2 separate regions of the Arachis hypogaea genome follow, and region 2 is linked to region 1. The links are chromatin contacts, called in public Hi-C maps. All regions are on one chromosome and are shown on one strand. Each heading gives the region's core, a stretch centred on a gene start, on an enhancer-like site or on the middle of the called end of the contact. The rest is flanking DNA. Distances are from core to core; before and after follow the strand shown. Region 1 holds the start of LOC140182422 (inositol transporter 1-like). Region 2 holds the start of LOC112775295.

The links. A called contact is a pair of places that touch in the nucleus more often than the background predicts.
Region 2: a Hi-C map of leaf shows a contact between it and region 1, with 6 times the contacts expected there. The contact joins the promoter of LOC112775295 here to the promoter of LOC140182422 in region 1. A contact is called at or near these places in 2 of 8 Hi-C or Micro-C datasets (both in leaf).

Annotation. Positions count from the first base shown.
Region 1 is chr19:152,059,213-152,064,473 of arahy.Tifrunner.gnm2.J5K5, forward strand. LOC140182422 (inositol transporter 1-like) reads right to left here and starts at 2,509. Exons shown (of 5, transcript XM_072228619.1): 1 at 2,356-2,509; 2 at 2,209-2,279; 3 at 1,497-1,599; 4 at 435-541. The coding sequence starts at 2,509.
Region 2 is chr19:152,215,715-152,220,975 of arahy.Tifrunner.gnm2.J5K5, forward strand. LOC112775295 reads right to left here and starts at 3,073. Exons shown (of 7, transcript XM_025818846.3): 1 at 1,833-3,073; 2 at 1,366-1,421; 3 at 944-1,053; 4 at 668-827; 5 at 214-306; 6 at 1-64. The coding sequence starts at 2,610. LOC112775294 reads right to left here. Exons shown (of 4, transcript XM_025818844.3): 2 at 4,800-5,025; 3 at 4,269-4,446; 4 at 3,343-4,105. The coding sequence ends at 3,539.

The DNA.
Region 1 (5,261 bases), core at 1,259-3,758:
TGTTGGAATGCTTGAAGTCCAGCTCCACAGATGAATGCTAATCTGATTTCTTTCAATTTGAACACATCACTAAATTTAACCTTGACCTTATTCTTGCTTTCTTGTTCCAAGTGATCTTCAAGAATTGCTATTTCGTCCTCCAATCAAGGTGATGGGTAAATTTTGGAAAGCACAGTGGTAGCTTCCTCCTTCTTATTCTGCAAGTTTAAAGGAATCAAAGTGTTATATACCCACATATACATGAGTTTAATTTTTATAAATTGGTAGTATAAATTATTTTATATAATCTTCTAATCAAATATTTTTTTGAATAAATATTCAATGTTGTCAATGTAAAAAATAATTATTTTTTCTTGTGTGATGTTTATGTATAAAATTATTTAACACTAACACTATATTGAATTAAAAGAAATAATAACTGTTATATTTTAGACCTTATGGTAGAGCCATCTAGGAGACTCAGGAAGAAACATCATGAGAACAATTGAATAAGAGCCGGTGTAGCTGCAAGTCCAAGCATCCAACGCCAAGTCCCTGGAACCTGCATATGCATACATAAGTCGATGTTTATAAATTATAATTGAAGATATATATATTATTAGTTAATTTGCAAGTTAGTGAAGCTTACTCTTGTCAAGCCATAATTGATGATATAGGAAAGAAATTGGCCACTAGTAATCATAAGACAATTGGCACTAATTAATCCCCCTCTTATTTCAGATGGTGATACTTTCACAATATATATAAGAGCAGTAATGGAGGCAAAACTAACACCCAAGCCAACTAAAAAACGGCCCATTATGATAAGCATAGGATTTGGTGCCAGAGCCATTATCACTGATCCAATGATAAGACTAAGATCTGTTATGATTGTAGCAATTAGGGGTGTTCAAATCCAAACCGATCCAAATTAAACCGCTCATTCAATCCGATCCAAACCGAAAATCGATTAAAACCATACTAATTTGGATTTGATTGGATTCTATTTTTTGCAAACCGCTGGATTGGATCGGATTTCGGATCTACTTTTTATAATCGATCCAATCCAATCTAAACCGCATAATGTGCTATAATATTATTATTTTATTATTATATTTACAATTATACTTATAACATGTTCAATTTGTTATACATTTTTCTATTATTCATGTATTATTATTATTTAATAAATATTTTATGTTAAAAATATTATTTTATTATTTATTTTAACTAACATATAATTTTATTTCTATTGTTATGTTATCGTTAGTTTTTTAAGATATTGTTAAGACTTGTTATGTCATTGTTGATTATTTAAAATTTGATGTTGAGACTTGTTATATGTATTTAATTTTTTTATTTAAAAAACCGCAAATCCAAACCGATCCAAACCGCTTGTAATTGGATCGGATCGGATCGGATTTTCAAAAAAAATTCATCAAATCTAAACCGCATCGCACATAAATTAAACGTTCGGATCGGATGACTTTTTCCCTTAAAACCGAACCAAACCGCACCGCGAACACCCCTAGTAGCAATTCTACGTCCGAAGACATCGTTAATGTAACCACCTATGGCGGTGCCAAAAATTGCTCCAACCAAAGCCATGCTAAGAATTATCTCCGGTAAGACAGAATATACAAAATAATACAATATGATAATCATATATTATAGTAATTCAAAAATTCTGCATAGACACAAAAAGTAAGCCGTTATTTATTTATTTTTTTTAACTCAATAGTAAAATTTTAAATTAACTACTAGTCTTTATAATTTTTTTAAACTTATGATTAGGTTCTTCACATATTTTAAAATTTTTCAAATGGGTCTCGCACTAATTTTAAACTCGTAATCAGATCATTATTAACTGTAAATGTTAAAAAAATATTTTCATACATTTTACTAATAGTGAATATACCTGATCTTATTCTGTTAAGTTAAACATTTTTAGAATAGTAAAAATATGATTACAAATTTAAAATTAGTATAAGAACGTAGTTAAGTTTTTTTAAATAAAAAAAATTAATTACAAATTCAATCAAATTATATGGACTAATAAAATAATCTAACATAAAATTAATTATCAAACATTAAATTTTTTTAGAATAGGATATTAGTTTTTTAAAAGAATACTAAGTAATCTATATAATAGCTTGGTAATTGATTTGAATATACACATAATAAAATTGATAGTAATTAAATCAAAGATATTCTGTTTCTATATATTACCTGAAGTAAATAGCTCTTCTTGACATATTCAAACTCCTCATTTATATACAAGAGAGCACCAAATATTACACCTACAAATTAAATCAATTTAGATATTTAGTATGAAATGTTATTAATTAAATGCATGCATTTATAATATATATATACCAGTATCATAACTAAAGAGAAAACCACCAATGCCAGCAGCAAAAGAAACTCCAATAATGTAAGAGCTTTGAAAAAATGATATTCTACGTTTTGAATACTTCTTCAAATAGTCAGAAGTTCCAGCATTTATGGACATGCCCATATCAGCCACCATTGTTGCATTACTTGCTTAATCATGTAATTGCAAGTGTTCTTTTTGTGCATATTGAAATAATAAATGAAAAAGCAATGAGTACCGATGATCACTTTATAGTTTATATGAGAACTGATAGTTATTAAATTTAGTGCTTATGGAAACTTCTTGTTTGTTGTATTTGTAACAACTTAACAAACATTTTTTTGGCTTTTATGAGAAAACTAGTGTATGTTTTCGTGTCTTGCACGGGATAATATATAAAATTATATAATTTTTTTTATTAAAATTTAAATAAAAATTATCTATAGTAATTATTATTATAAATATTTTATAAATTAAAAATATTAAAAATAATTAATATTTATTTTAATCAATTTGAATTGGTTGAATGGTCATCTCATTTGTCCGTTTAAGCAAGTATTTGGAGTTCGAATCTAGTCTTGTGTGTATAACAGTCCATTAGTTAGCGACAGACCCTTAATAAATAGAGTATCAATATGTGGTAGATTAGTCATCGACTTGTCGAGTTAGGAAATCTATAGAAAAAATTGTATTTGTCTTTAAAATAGATTAATTTTTCAATAATAGCAATACTCATAGACTTTTGTCTTTGTTGAAATTTACTTGGGACAATTTTATTTGTTGGTATCGTATTCATTCTTGAAGTCAAAACAATATGGTCAACCTTGTTACTTGTTAAAACTTCACATTTTATGAAATGATTTCTAAATTTTCAAATTCATAAACTTATGTCATTACAAAAGTTATTAGATCGATTAATATTTCTTGGTAACATAGTGTACCGAAACACCATCGTTGAGTATTAGTTAGTGTGAAGAGAAACCAATAACAACTTTTGTTATTCAATATATAATTTATTCTATTGAAAAATAAATTAATATTTTCTAAACTTATAAATATATTTTTTTCTAATTTCTTACACTATTTTATTTGACAATATTTACCATTAAAAAATAGTAAATGACCATATTATTTTACAATATATATGATGTACAAAATAATTTCTTATCTTAAAATTAATTCTGGTTAGTGAGATAGAATTTAAAATATTTTTTTATTTTCTTACTCAAATTTAAATTTAAATTTAAAATTGATTAACAACTCATTTTTTTAATTTCAATAAAAAATAAATTGATTAGATACAAAATATTTAGCATTTAATAATTTCAGTCATTTAAATTTTAATTACCAAAAATTGGATTAAAAATTAATTATAAACTTAGTATTCCATAATATATATATGTAAATAATAATATCCAATATATTAATTATTTAATTTTTTGACAAAATTAATGTATAATCTATTGATGATTGATTTATTATCCAAAAATTTTTTCATAAACTTTGTAATATGTGAAAATAGTGATCTTATTTTTTATTATTATTTAAGAAATTATTCATAATTTTTTAATTATGTAATTAACTTAATTATTAACCTTTATTATTGCTTTTATACTAAAAAAAATATCAATTTATACTATTTACATATTTTTTACTACTAATAAATAAATAAATATTTGTACTATTATACTTATTGTCCTAGATAATGACTTAAGTTACTTATTTTGTATGTTAAATAATATTTTATATGTTAAATTTATTAAATATTAAGATGAAAAAATTATTTAATAAATTATATAAATAGTCATTACAGAAAAGAAAAAAAAATTATATATCATATATAATAATTCTTGATATATATAGTGTCATGTTAATATTAAGATTATCTATTTTAATTATGTGAGTGATTATTGTTATTTTCACTTTTTCGTTACATTAAAAAATAATATTTAAAACTAAAAAAGAGATAATTTTTTTTAAAATTTGAATTAAAAAATATCTTGTAAATATTAAGTGTTATAATATTAAATAGTATAGTATTTGCTATAACAATGACTCAAAATATTAATCCAAAATATATTTGGGCCTATTAAGACCTCAATGCAAGCAAGATCAACTAAAATCTATTGTTAGGGTCTCAAATCCGACTTACGTTCATTACCTTAAATGCCCAATGCAGATAAAGTTCACGTGTCCCCTCTTAAATCGGCTCAAATTGGATCCCGTTGCTAGTTAGATATGGTAATGAGTACTCAGGAGAGTGTGAGAAGCCCCCTTCCCATCCCTCACTTCTATTTAAAAAAAAAATGCCCCCGTTCCTTCTCTGTCATTGCAAGTTCCTGTTTAATTACCCCTTAAGGAACGCAGATCTCCTCGAGTATCTATGAATATTCTTTGAAAACTTTTGAAAAAAAATTAACACAAAAAGACATAATATAATAATCATAAAATAATCAATTTAATATAATTCAACACAATTTATAACATATTCGTTATAAAAGATAACACATTTTCAAAGGAGAAAACATAAAAACATATTCCAACATAATAACATAACATAATTTTTTGGGACGATATTGAGCGACGTAGTGACAGACTTGAGAGGCAGAGAAAGTGAGTTAGAGAGAGAGAGGATTGAGACTGAAAATGAGTCTAGAAGAAAAAGGAAGAATTTGAATTGGAGGCAGAAGTTAGGGTTACTAAATTCAAGAAATGAATTTATGTATATATAAATTAGGATAAATTAATAATTTTATATTCTCGTATATTTAATATGTTCTATGCGGCGGGTACTTATGTTCATGTTCCATTAGGGGTGACAAATGGAAAAGCCCGCCATCTGGTGGGCTGGCCCGCCCCGCCCCGCCTAATGGTACGCTGGCGAGTTGGCGGGCTCTCTTTTTTTTTT
Region 2 (5,261 bases), core at 1,823-4,322, 160 kb after region 1:
GGTGTTTTCTTTGCTCCAGCTTCAAGTGTTTTGTTAGGCCTCGACCAACCATCTCCATTTCAGGCTGCAGTAAATATCCATGAGAAGTGCTAGAAAGCAGCTAGTAAATCACATGGTATAGCAGATGGGGTTACAAAAATATTGATCCTTCTCTCTCAGAGGCCCTAAATGGACATAAAGAGAAAAGTAGCAACTTTCATTGATGATACATACTGATGATTCCTCGGGAGGAAATATCTGCAGAAGATGGCATATTTTTGACAGTTCTGCCATAGATTCAACATGCTTGCCTTGCATTTCCAGAGCCTATAAACCAAGAGTGCCAAAATAAGCATCAATTGAACAGAGATTTAATTATTGCAGTAAGCTATCCAGAAAACTGAAACCAAATGTTAAGCTCTCATTCTTAAGTCCCATAATCAAATTTACATAATTGTCAGACTTAAACCAGCAAATGAATCTTTCATTCCTGTAACCATCAAATGGATCCAATGGCCATATTTAATGCTATGGTGTCATAGATCTTTGCAGGAAGGAATTTTGGAATTTGTGCCTTATTACAAGTAGCACAACAAACTGCCTTCACCAATACAAAATCATGATCTCATGTAATAAATTTTAAAAACGAAACTATTACTAGATTATAAGAGTCAGGGAGAACAAATACCCAAGCTTGTAGAAGACAAGAGCGTGTACGTGCAGCAACAGCAGCAGAGACAATTGTTGCAGCACGAATATTTTCAAGGCCTATGTTTTCAGCAAATCCAGCAAGGAATTGCCGAGCATCCTCACCATTAATATCAATTGAAGTAGAGTAAGTTGGTACCCTGAATGATACCAAAGTAACCAGTAACTACATGAGAATTAGAACATGGGTAGACAGTAGACTGTATCACTAAAAGTTGCTAACTAGCACAAGAATGTTGGCCTAAGAAAAACCAACCTGCTGCAAACATTTAAAACATAATTAACAGATGCTCGATACAAGGAATCCCGAATATTTGTTGTTTCAAAAGATACTTGCACGCCAGAAGTTCTGCATAGTTGACGTAACTGTTCATTTGTACGCGCAGTACACAATCAAATGTCATGAGAAGAGAAAAACCAATTACTTTCCTTATAAACATGCTCACACCGATAACATAAATAGAAACCATTACTATGTTATTCTCCTTGTTCAAAGCTTATCAGTTAGACAGATGCTCAGATTCAACATGTTACAAAACCGCAAAACCAAATTTAGTTAAGTAACTTAATTCAATATCACATAATGTTATCATACACCATTTGACAATGAAGTAAATCACCATTAGGGAATAAAAACACAAACAAAAGAAAAAAATAAAAACAAAAATAAAAACTGACTTGTATTATATCATCCTCCATGATGTCGTTTCCCGCCATTCTACTGTCAGTAATTGCTGGAAATCAAGTGGATGAGTTGCAACTTGAATTAAAGGATTGCAAAACACTATGGAAACTATGAAATATGTAAGTTTTACCTACAAAAAGAGTGCACAAACAGAACCATAACTCAACCAGACACTGTAAACAGTAAACACCGACAACAACCATAATGGTTAATAAGCCACATCAATGATATGAAAACCATGCATTTCAATTAACAAGAACACAAGCTACTTATGAAATGGCCAACACTCTCTTTCCCCCAATGATATGAACTACTATTTTTCATCAACAACATAACCTACTAAGAGAGAAAATCCTCAGCTACTAACAAATCTTACTTCATTTTATCTCCAACTCAAATGACCATCTCATCTAAAACATATATAAACAAAGAAAACAAAATAAGAAAAGAGAAATCAAACCTCGAACCACTCTGTAAGCCTGCCTCTTGAATTCGTCCTGCTCGTCGAGGTCGAAAACAGCACCGTTGATGACAGCTGGCCACCATTTCGGCAGTTTCCTTTCTAACCGAATCTTGTTCTTCTTAGCGCCTCGCTTCAAAGTACCACCGTCCGCCGGCGACAACGGATTCGCCGGCCCCTTGGAAACGGCACTCTCCCCCCAACCAACGACGACCTCTTTTCCGCCAAGGCTTCGGTCCCTCCGCACCATAGGCCTATAGGCAGAGGCGTTACGGCGCCAAGACAAAAACCTAGAAACCGAGTTGACCAGAAACCTGAGGATAGAGAAGGCGACGAAGCTGAAAAGCGCGGAGGTGCCGAGGAAATGCAACGTGGAAGGGCGACAGGAGACGACGAGCCTGCGGTCATGGTCGAGTGTGACGAGGGTTTGCAAATCGGTGTAGGCGTCAGCGGCGGAGGAAACGAACTTGCGGAGTGTAGAAGGGAAAAGAGAGCGGAAAGTGGAGGAGGCTTGGGAGGTTAGTTTGTTGATGTCGATAACGGTTTCGAGCTTAGGTTCGGAAGAGATGAAGGAGGTAGAGGTGGTGATGGTGGTGGTGGTGAAGGTGGGGGCGGAAGGGGAGGAGAGTTTGTTGCGGCGCCTGCGGGTGCGGGTGCGAGGGCGAGTGCGAGTTTGGCGGCGGAAAGAGGCGGAGATGAAGAGGCATCGTGAGGAAAGGGGGAGTGAGAATTGGGAACAGGAAGAAGGAAGCGCGCAAGTGTTGACGGAGGACAACATCAGAGAGAGTGGTCAGAGTCAGAGGAGTGAGCCACTCACTTACTCTGTCAGTCACACAGCCACTCAAGACAAAAAGATTGCACACATGACCCACCCTGCGGCAAGTTTTAGTCCTTTACCCTCTTTCTCCTAAACCGATTCTTCTCATTTTTTTCTTTTTTATTCATAGAATTAGCTAATTAGCTAATGATATTACTATTCTTAAGATATTACTATTAGTCCTCCATTAATATTCTAAAATAAGTTATCATTATTTTGCTGTATTAAATTTTGATGGTATTTATTTTGTTACCTTGATGGAATGGAATTTCGACAATCATGAGCTGTTTAATCATATGCTTTTTATTTGGTCCTCTACCTATTTTGGGGGCAACTATAAGACTTTCCCCTTACTTGGGATTTGGGAAGCACCACGTCATAGACCAAAAAAGACGTACTCTTCCAGAATAAACATTTTAAGGATTGTGTTGCAAGAGCTTTGCATTCTCTACATGATTAATTGATTGTTCCATTTGGAAAAGTTTTGAAGTGGCAACCGGTAGATTCGTTTCCCCTTTTGCTTTGTCAGTTTGTCTAAGAAAAAAAAAAAAAAACTGTTTTCTCTTAATGGTATAGTTGAAACTTGAAACAGGACGCAGAGGTGAGACATTTGTCCTTTAGCAGGTACACTGGCCTCCAAAGCGAGCATAAAGTAAGAAGCTCAAGAAAAACTGTAGGTATGTTAGCCATCACTTTCTTTAGTCAACTAGCACCTCTCAATATAAGGAATTTCCTTTCAGTAATAATAACAAACGCGTCAAGTATTATTCAAGCTTAAGTACCATCATTACAATTTTCAACAGTTCTCGTGCATTCATTTTACATCCAAATTAGGCCATAAAGGGCAGAGCAAAAGATGTCAAAAACCAATAAGTTAACAAGCAAGAATTCAACCTTCGGATTGTCCAAAATACTTCCCCGAAATTGTAGCCAGGATGTTCAACATTACAACCTCCTCATCCAATTCAGCCTTTCCAGCACGTATGCTAGCACACTTCCGCAGCAGACTCCTGAGACCGGCGGAAGTATCAGCATGTAGTGGAGTATCAACTGAGGCACAGAGAGCAAAAAGCCATATGCAATCATTTCTTGAGATAGTGCTTGCAGACTCTAGCAAGCTAATCCGTTTGAGCAACATTGAAACCCTAGCTACAGGGTCCATTCGTAAGACTGAAGAAAGCATAGGAGGACTGAGAGAGCTACTCCTAGTTCCATCAACAGAAGTTTTTGATCCAGGATTTTCCAGAGGCATTGTGGCATCCTTATCCTCAGAGGTCAGTTCAAGGGGTGGATCAATTGTCTTACTATCACTTAAATTACTCTGAAGTGGGACATCCTTGTCCTTGTTCATTACACTAGCAGATTCTCCAGAATTGTTCTCAAGTAGCTGGGATGTCTGAACGGTTTGCATATTACTGGAATTCATGGCATTCAAACATTCATGAGCTGAGATACTCTGGAATAAGTCATTGGGAAAAAAAAAAGCACAAGCTCAGACCAATGCTTTGTTAGCAAGGACATTGACTATCATATTAAATTGAAAATAAATAAATAACAGAATCTGTTGTGTGTGTCCATTTACATTGAAGAACTTTAGAGACGGAGAGGGAAGAACATACCGCCCTCAGAGCAGAAAAATCAGCAAGAAATACATCCTCCCACTGTTTAGATGGCAACAGATGCTCTGGACACTTGGCAATATCAGGGATCTTGGGCATGTAAGCACTTTGTTCCTTGTTGAGTTTACTTCTATCTAGTTTGGCTACCTTCACTTTTGGTATTTGATCTGCCTCCCACCTAAGCAAGAAATAAAAATTAAGAAACTTACTATTCTGTCAAGTGTCTTGCAGGTAAGCTATAATGCCACATTAAAATTTCTCATGCTTAGCAGAAAATCTTAAGTATATATTGTCATATATATGCTATAGTCTCCTAAGTTTCCTAACCTATTGCCCTAGTAATCTACTAGTCTCCATTCTCCAATTTCATCCTTTGAAGAAACTTGCCCCATGATTATTCCACAGAGCTCACAGATGTACATAAATTTTGGAACTATAGCAGAACAGAAATAAATTATCACAAAGAAATAAAATTTCATAGCATAAGCCCATCACAGGATTAGAATCAACTGCTGATAAATAAAATAATACCTGACACGCCTAAGATATTCCCACCCATCTTCTGGTGGACCAGAATCAAAATCAGGTTCCCCGTCGACAAAAAAGGCAGGCCTCTGTATGCTAGCATAATCATCGTCAGTATCATCCTCCTCACTGTGTTCTTCTAGATTTGAGCACCCATCCTCACTGATAACACTATGACTGCAAGAAGAGTCAACAGCACTCCAATTTTCAGCATCAGTGTTCTCACAAGAACCTGAAAGCAATTTCAAAAATTTCAGCACCAAAACAATCAATCTGCTAATACTTACAGAGGGTTAGAATAAATATATAATTTAGCCTTTGTTAACACGGCAACAATCAGGAAGCACACGTCCTTCCATCCAAACACAATGTAGACAAGAAACAGAACTATGGAAAATCAACAATATATCTTTCAATAGAAATGTCAAGTATGAATGTAACAACAGAGCATCCCCATTAGTTTATGAG